Regions from separate parts of the Zea mays genome. Here region 2 is linked to region 1. A link is a contact called in public Hi-C data. All regions are on one chromosome and are shown on one strand. Each heading gives the region's core, a stretch centred on a gene start, on an enhancer-like site or on the middle of the called end of the contact. The rest is flanking DNA. Distances are from core to core; before and after follow the strand shown.

Region 1 (3,592 bases), core at 757-3,256:
ATCTATGTCAAAGTTAAACTATAAATCAATTCACCAAGTAAGTTGCATGCCAATGGAAAATAGTTTTAATCTTACATAGGTGTCCATTTACTCTGAAAGACATTGTTACAATCTTTATTAGAAAACAACGGTAGGTGAATCAAAGAATCTAGAAGATATTCACAAAAATCACATCATAGGCAAAGTTCAAGTGATAGCCCAACAGATCTATGATTTTTTTAAAAAGAGCAGCTATGGTTTTATTGCTTGCTGTGGCTATCCTTAACATGTTAAGGTGAAGCTTTTTCTCGAACGAAGTTTAAGTGAAGCTTGTTGTTTGATATATTATTACGCAAGGAACATACCAGTATGATAGCCACATTTCCAAATTAACAACAATTTCATAATTCTATTATGTTCCATTCTCTGTTGAACAAAGTACTGTTTTCTACCGGCCTGGTGCAGCGGTAGAGCCTACCGTCTGTAACCGGAAGGTCCCGGGTTCGAGCCCTAGCCTCTGCATATTATGCGGGTAAGGCTTGGCGCTTAAAGATACCCTTCCCCAGACCCCGCACAGTGCGGGAAGCCTACGGCACTGAGTACGCCCTTTTTTTCTCTTTACATCTGATAAAGTGATAAGCTACTCTAGAGAAATTGAGAGTTCAGTATTATCTTGTGACAATCAGCAAGAAAGCAAAGGAGCTACCTTTAGAAGTTGATGAATAAATTGGGTAACATCCTTGCCTGTAATTGGAATAGATCTGATACTGCTCCCAATGACATAACCATCAGCAACTGGAACGATGTGGGTAGCCCCATCACCCACATCAACTACAACACCTGTCATTTCACACTGAAAACAAAGCATGAAGTTTCTCATAAATGTAAGAGTGTGATGATCGCTCAACAGGGAAGAAAGAAAAACAGCGATGAAGCATTTTTCAAGTACACTAAAACATGGCCTGCTCGATGCTATTGCCATTCATTTTAGCGTAAGGCATGCCTATGCTAAAGAAACAACAAGGCTAAGCTATGCTGACTAACCTTGGTTGTAGTGTACCCAGCAGCTAGAGCAAGGACAGGTTGGACAGCAATATAGAGGCCGGGCACATTGAACGTCTCGAACATGATCTCCCCGGTATACTCCCGGATCTCAGGGGCAGTCAGAGGGCTCTCAGTTAGAAGAAAATAATGATCTTCTGGGTCGCACCGGAGGTAATTGAAGATGCACTGTTGCCAAAACCTCTCCATAGAATCCCAATTTTCCACCTGAAAGAGTTCATTTCAGCCTAATTCAATCGTAAGTAAGGTCGTGAAAAAACAGCAGCAACTGGACACGGCACACGGCAGTACACAGCTGGAGCGCCCACCTGGCCGTTGCGGATGGGATAGCTCAAGCTGTGCGAGCTGCTGGCGCGGGATCGGGCCAGCGCCTCCTGGCCGATGTAGAAGTCGAGGTCAGCCATGACGCCGGCACTGTGCTGAGCGAGCCAGTTCCCCCTGGCAGGGGCGCCCCTCGCCGCCGGCTGGCCTGAACCGGAAAAGGAATCGTTGACGGCGACGACAGTGGGGGTGATGAAGCAGGGCTCCACGTTCCCCGCGAACCCCATCTTCGTGTACCTGCCGCGAGCGAGAGTAGGAGCAGATCAGCAGCGTGACTCACCGTCGTCGCGCCTTCGCGCGCAGATCTAGGGAGAGGGAGGGAGGTCGTACCCGGTGCCGTTGTCGATGACAACAGCGGGGCGGGACAAGGCGTCCATGGCGGGCGCCAAGCGTGTGGTCGCTCGTCAGTGGCGGTGGCAATTGGAGAGGCGCCGGCTCGAGCAGGGCGAGCGGTGGGCTGCTTTTGGCAGCGGCAGTCGGAGGCGGGCGGCGGTCGCCGTCGCGGCGGGCATCCCAGCAACACCGCCACCCGGCCACCCAGCCACCGCCACTGGCAACCACCAGCACCAGCGCCGAGTGAAGAGCCGGCGACGTCGTCTGGACTCTGGAGACGAAGCTTCGAGAGGAAGGGAGGTATATCTCGGGGTTGGCGGGCGGTGGAGACTGGAGGAGCGGAGATCGAACTTGCTTTTGGTCGCGGTCTTTCTCTGCTTCAGGGAGCGCTGGATTTGTCCTGGCGTGACATTGTGACAACGCTGCGCTGCGTTGCATTGCGTCGAGTGTGTGTTCGAGTGCGGCGTGTGCGCGTGTTCGTCTTCGGGTTGGTACGCTGGTGGCGTGCAGGATGATGGCGAGTTAGCGACACCGCCACCGACGCCTGCGTGCACGTCCGCTTTTCTCCGCTCTCCAGGCGTTTCGCTGCCTGTTGGAAGGTGGGCCCAAATCTTTGTGATGGCAAGAGATCTTGTGTGACAAAAAGATATGATGACGTGAATATTTCACGAGTGAGCTCGACTCGGCTTACAAGTTGGAACGAATTCGTTTAGCTAAGCTACAATAAAAATCAATATATATATATATATATATATATATATATATATATATATATATATATATATATATATAATATAATTAATTTCTAATTAATCTAGACTAATTTAATACTAGAAAAAGATTAAAAATATTTACAATTTCACATACCACATCAATTCAACACTCAACGTTTATTAGTTTAACCAACACAAATGAAGCATTTGTTTACTGACAAATGCTAGCTTATTCGAGCTAACGAGCTGGTTCAAACTCGGCTCGAGCTAACTCATTAACAAACCGAGCTAAGATACTAGCTTAGCTCGCGACAAAAATAAAACAAGCCGAGTCAAGATAATCACAAGCCGAGCGAGTAGACCAGCCACAATTATTTCGTCCAACCCTACACAAATACATGCATATTATGTGGTTTTAATTTTAATGGCACAAATCTTTATCTTTTAATAAAATCATATATACTCTATGCACGTAAGCATCTGTATCTTAAAATTGAAAGACAGTTGTTTCTTAGAAATTAGGTTTTTTGGATTTCCTATGGAAGTTCTCTAATCCAAACAAACTCTTCATATAGTAACTCTGAATGAAAAATAACAGTACGAAGGGACGACTATTTATGCCGCATGATTATCGAAAATCCTATTTGTGACATTTTGTTTTACGCTATGGCAAACTCACTTAGAATCCTCGTAGTCGTAGAGATGTTTAGAAGATGCTCACATTTTGGTCACTTGCTCTCAAATTCAATTAGTTAAGAGCAAGGCAACACAAATGTTAATGGTTAAAGACATTCGTCCTTCAAAGCATTATTTATCTTAAAATATATTGATTTTCAGACGAAGGTTACGAATAACATACCTTCATCATCTCAATATGTAAGAATAAAAGCAGGAACATATGAAACATAGAAAGAACATGAATAATCATATAAAATCATCAGATTATCTATATTTTCATTATATGAACATGAACAAACATTAATGACATTAAATTACATTTGTACATTTGGCTTGACAGAAGGTAAGAATCCAAGAGTGACGTGCGAGTGATTACAAGTCATCGTGAACAGTATGGTGTTACTATTCATCTATTTATAGACACAGGACGGGACCTGGGGAAAATTACATTCATGTCCCTGACATTTACTATTAGCTAAAAGGTAAACTGTCGAGGACTAAACAGT
Region 2 (3,592 bases), core at 366-2,865, 280 kb before region 1:
GGTTTCCCATTTCTTTTCTCCTTCTTTTGTCATTGTGTCTAGCACTTAGACAAACACATTAGTATTCAAAACCAATGTACTAAGTCTAGAAACATACCTTGTAATATAATTTGTATTTCTCTCTTTATTTAGCACATAAGAACTTAATCAATCGTGTTGGGTATTTAACCACCAAAATATTTTATAAATGGGCCAAAGATATATTTCCCTTTCAGTAGGTCCCCGAGCATTGGGCCCTGAGAGTACGAGCCAGGCTTGTCGATGTTTTCCTTCATCGGTGTTGAGTATCCGGGAACATGCCTTTTCTGGATACTAATAATTGTGATGCAACACCTTAGAACTTCATAATTAATAATTCAATCACCTTGCTGATTTTTATAATAGCAACACTAACAAGTTACAAAACAACAAGCAAGATAACAAAGGGGTCAGAACCAGATGCAATCGATCTTTTATACTAGATGCAATAGTGATGGAAAACATAAGATCATAGATCAATTGAGAATATGGCTAGGGCAAGATAATTTTGCTGTAAAAGTAGAGCTGAAACGATCGTTCCTAGTACAGCCACCAAAATTGTGTTAATTCAAAGATTATTTTCACATACTATCAAGAATATCTATCATATGGGTCGCTACAGACTGAATAACATGGCAGATAACTAATACACTTTTACGGCGAAGAGCGACAAAGCTTACAAGCAAACAATCAAAAGATGGCCATCATATTTCCTTGATGAAGAACGACTAGTTTTCGAATAAGTTAGCAAATTAACCATCAGAGCTCTCATTTAGGAGTAAGAGACACCCTATCGGGACAAAGAGTCAAAGACATCGTCAAGTTACTCTAGATCAGCTAGGAAGCCTAGGATGTCTTCATTGAATCAAGAGATAAACAATAACATAAAAGTAAAAAAAAGTATTGAATTGGTTTTTGTCTATTAGATAAGATGTCTCAATCAACAATGTATTCCATATTTAGGGATGATCATATCTTATTTCAAAATCAAGGTGGCACTATATTCATATCCTTTTATGGTGTTTTTTTTAACTAAATCAAAAGTGGTCTAGGTCTCTAGGTCTTATTTGAATCTCAATGCAAGTGAACTACGGTTAGTTCGTTAAGGTAGTTAGTAGATTTACGCGTGATATTTGCTGCGTCATCTATCGCTTGGAAGGTTTAAAATCCATCTAATTGGTTGGGTGGACTAGCGTGGCCTCGCTCCTAGGTACCCGCGCATGCAACTAGAGGATGTGCTTTTGGCTTGGTTGGGAGAGTCCGCATGTCCAGGCAACTAATCTGAGCCAATGTGACTGATCGCAGTTCTCTTTTTATGCATGGGGTTGGGGTTATTAGTAATCACGATGATTGTCCATCGTAACCGTTTACGCGGAAATGGCCGAGATTCGTGCCGTTGGCGTTGAACCACAAGATAAACTCAACCCTCAACAGTTGTCAACAGTTACGAAAGATGAGGCTCCGAATGCGGCCTGAACCTGATGATCATCGCCTCCATTCTCTGAAGGCGCAGCAGGATGCTGACGTGGCACCTACAAACGCATCTATAAATATGGGAGTGACGCATCCTTGTGCCTTTTCTACTTCCTTAGCTAACTTCCCAGCCCCGACACCTTGGCCGCCGCTCCGTGCGCACCCAGTTGCTGAGGTTGCAACGCTGCAGCCGGCGAGGATCGGATGAACCACCAACCCCTCCTATAAATCCTAGTACGATGCCTCGATCGGGCCTATATCTATATCTGGATTGTTCCGGCCCTCCCCCTTCTTCGATTTTGTGGGCGGCTTCTCTTTTTTTTCTTCCTGTTGATGTGCGAATTTAGAGGGGATAAGAGCTTTTGGGGGGAATCTGATGGAATCCGATCGATTTTCTCGCCGTTCTTGGTCGATCTGTCGGGGAAGGTAAGATTTGTTCATGGTTTGTGGGGGATTTGGCTGGATTTCGAAGGTTTGGAGCGGCCATGGTGGTGACTGGTGAGCGGATATGGGGATTTTTGGTGATCGAGTGGGGAATCGGTCTGTTGGATGTCTTTAAAACGGGATTTTGTGATACTGTAGGAATTTTTCGGTGGAACCATAGCTTTTGTTGCGATATACCGCTATTGACCACGGATCATCATGTTTTAAAATCTTTTTTTTTCCTCAGAGGTATGGGATGATCGAGTGCTAAACGCTCCGTTAAGGTCTGATCTGCGTCGATCTTGATTTCAGGATGCGATCTATTGTTAAATGACGGATGCATTTTCCTGCCATCCTTTGTGTTGCTAAGCCGTAGTTTATTCTGATGCTAATTTGTTAGGGAGACTATATGATCAGTCTGTCTTCTGCAGACAGCAACTTAGATGAAACGCAGCTATGAATGTGATCATCTAACTCTTTGTTGCTGCTGCTGTTCTCCTTCCAGTTTGTGTAAAACCTGCACTTGCTGCACAATCTATTTGTCGAAAGTGTGACGGACTGTCATTTGTTTCTCTTATCAGACCGAGTCCTCTGCTTCTGCTCTCATCCATCTGTAGAGTGCAACATGCAGTGCCCCATGGACACTGCTGCTAGTGGAACCTCGCCAGTGATGCAATTCCATAGCAATGCTGATGAGTCTATCGCCCATTCATCTCCATTGGCAACATTAATACAACGTTCACAGCGCCATTGCTATGGGGATGGATCCCCAGGCGAATTTCCCCTTGCTGTGAGCCCCTCCATTGTTCTCCATGTGCTCTCATCTTGTGATCTAGGTCCGAAAGATCTCGCCAATCTGGAGGCAAGTCATACAACCACACTCACTCAGCGCTTTTATGTTTTAGTAACTGACGCTGCTACTGATGAATTAAGCCTCTCTGTCCTCAGGCTACATGCGTATTTTTCGGCAAACCTGCAAGTTTTGCACCAGACTTTGCATTGTCACTTCCGGAGCTTGCGGCATTTGATATGTGCCAGAAAAGGACCATGTTTAAGCAGATGAAGCAAGAAGATCAGGAGTGTCTGAAACAACGGTGTGGAGGCTCTTGGAAGCATGTTCTTGGGTACATTCTGGTTAGGGAGAAGAATGGTTCTCGGGTGATTGCCGGGCCAGGCCATAGCATCATTATCACCTCAAATGGAGATGTATATTCGTTTGGAGCAAACTGCTCCGGTCAGCTTGGCCTTGGGGATTCAGAAGACCGGTTCAAGCCATGTGTTATTAGGTAATGTTTTAGTTTCTTTTTCCTTCTGAAATAGGGCTATTTAGTATCTACCAATGCCATAACTGTCACCCTCCATTTTAGGTCTCTACAAGGCATCAGAATCACACAAGCTGCAGTTGGTTCGAGATGCACAATGCTTGTGAGTGACACAGGAAGCGTCTACTCATTTGGGAAGGAGGATTTCAGGGTCGCAGAACTAGTTGACGGTGCTCATTTTCAGATCACAACTCCTAGGATTGAGGAGTCACTGAAGGGTGTGTTTGTAGTTCAAGCAGCCATAGGGGGTTACTTCTCTGCAGTTCTGTCCAGAGAGGGTCGAGTGTACACCTTCTCATGGGGCAAAGCCGAGAGGCTTGGCCACAGTTCGGATCCTTCAGATGTCGAGCCTCGTC

Evidence for each region. A called contact is a pair of places that touch in the nucleus more often than the background predicts.
Region 2: a Hi-C map of endosperm shows a contact between it and region 1, with 2.6 times the contacts expected there. The contact joins the promoter of LOC100279306 here to the promoter of LOC100384280 in region 1. A contact is called at or near these places in 3 of 25 Hi-C or Micro-C datasets (ear, endosperm and tassel).

Annotation. Positions count from the first base shown.
Region 1 is chr4:136,901,233-136,904,824 of Zm-B73-REFERENCE-NAM-5.0, reverse strand. LOC100384280 (Actin-related protein 3) reads right to left here and starts at 2,006. Exons shown (of 10, transcript NM_001176844.2): 1 at 1,693-2,006; 2 at 1,350-1,599; 3 at 1,024-1,248; 4 at 686-832. The coding sequence starts at 1,739.
Region 2 is chr4:137,183,425-137,187,016 of Zm-B73-REFERENCE-NAM-5.0, reverse strand. LOC100279306 (putative regulator of chromosome condensation (RCC1) family protein) reads left to right here and starts at 1,615. Exons shown (of 5, transcript NM_001152327.1): 1 at 1,615-2,776; 2 at 2,863-3,200; 3 at 3,282-3,592. The coding sequence starts at 2,540.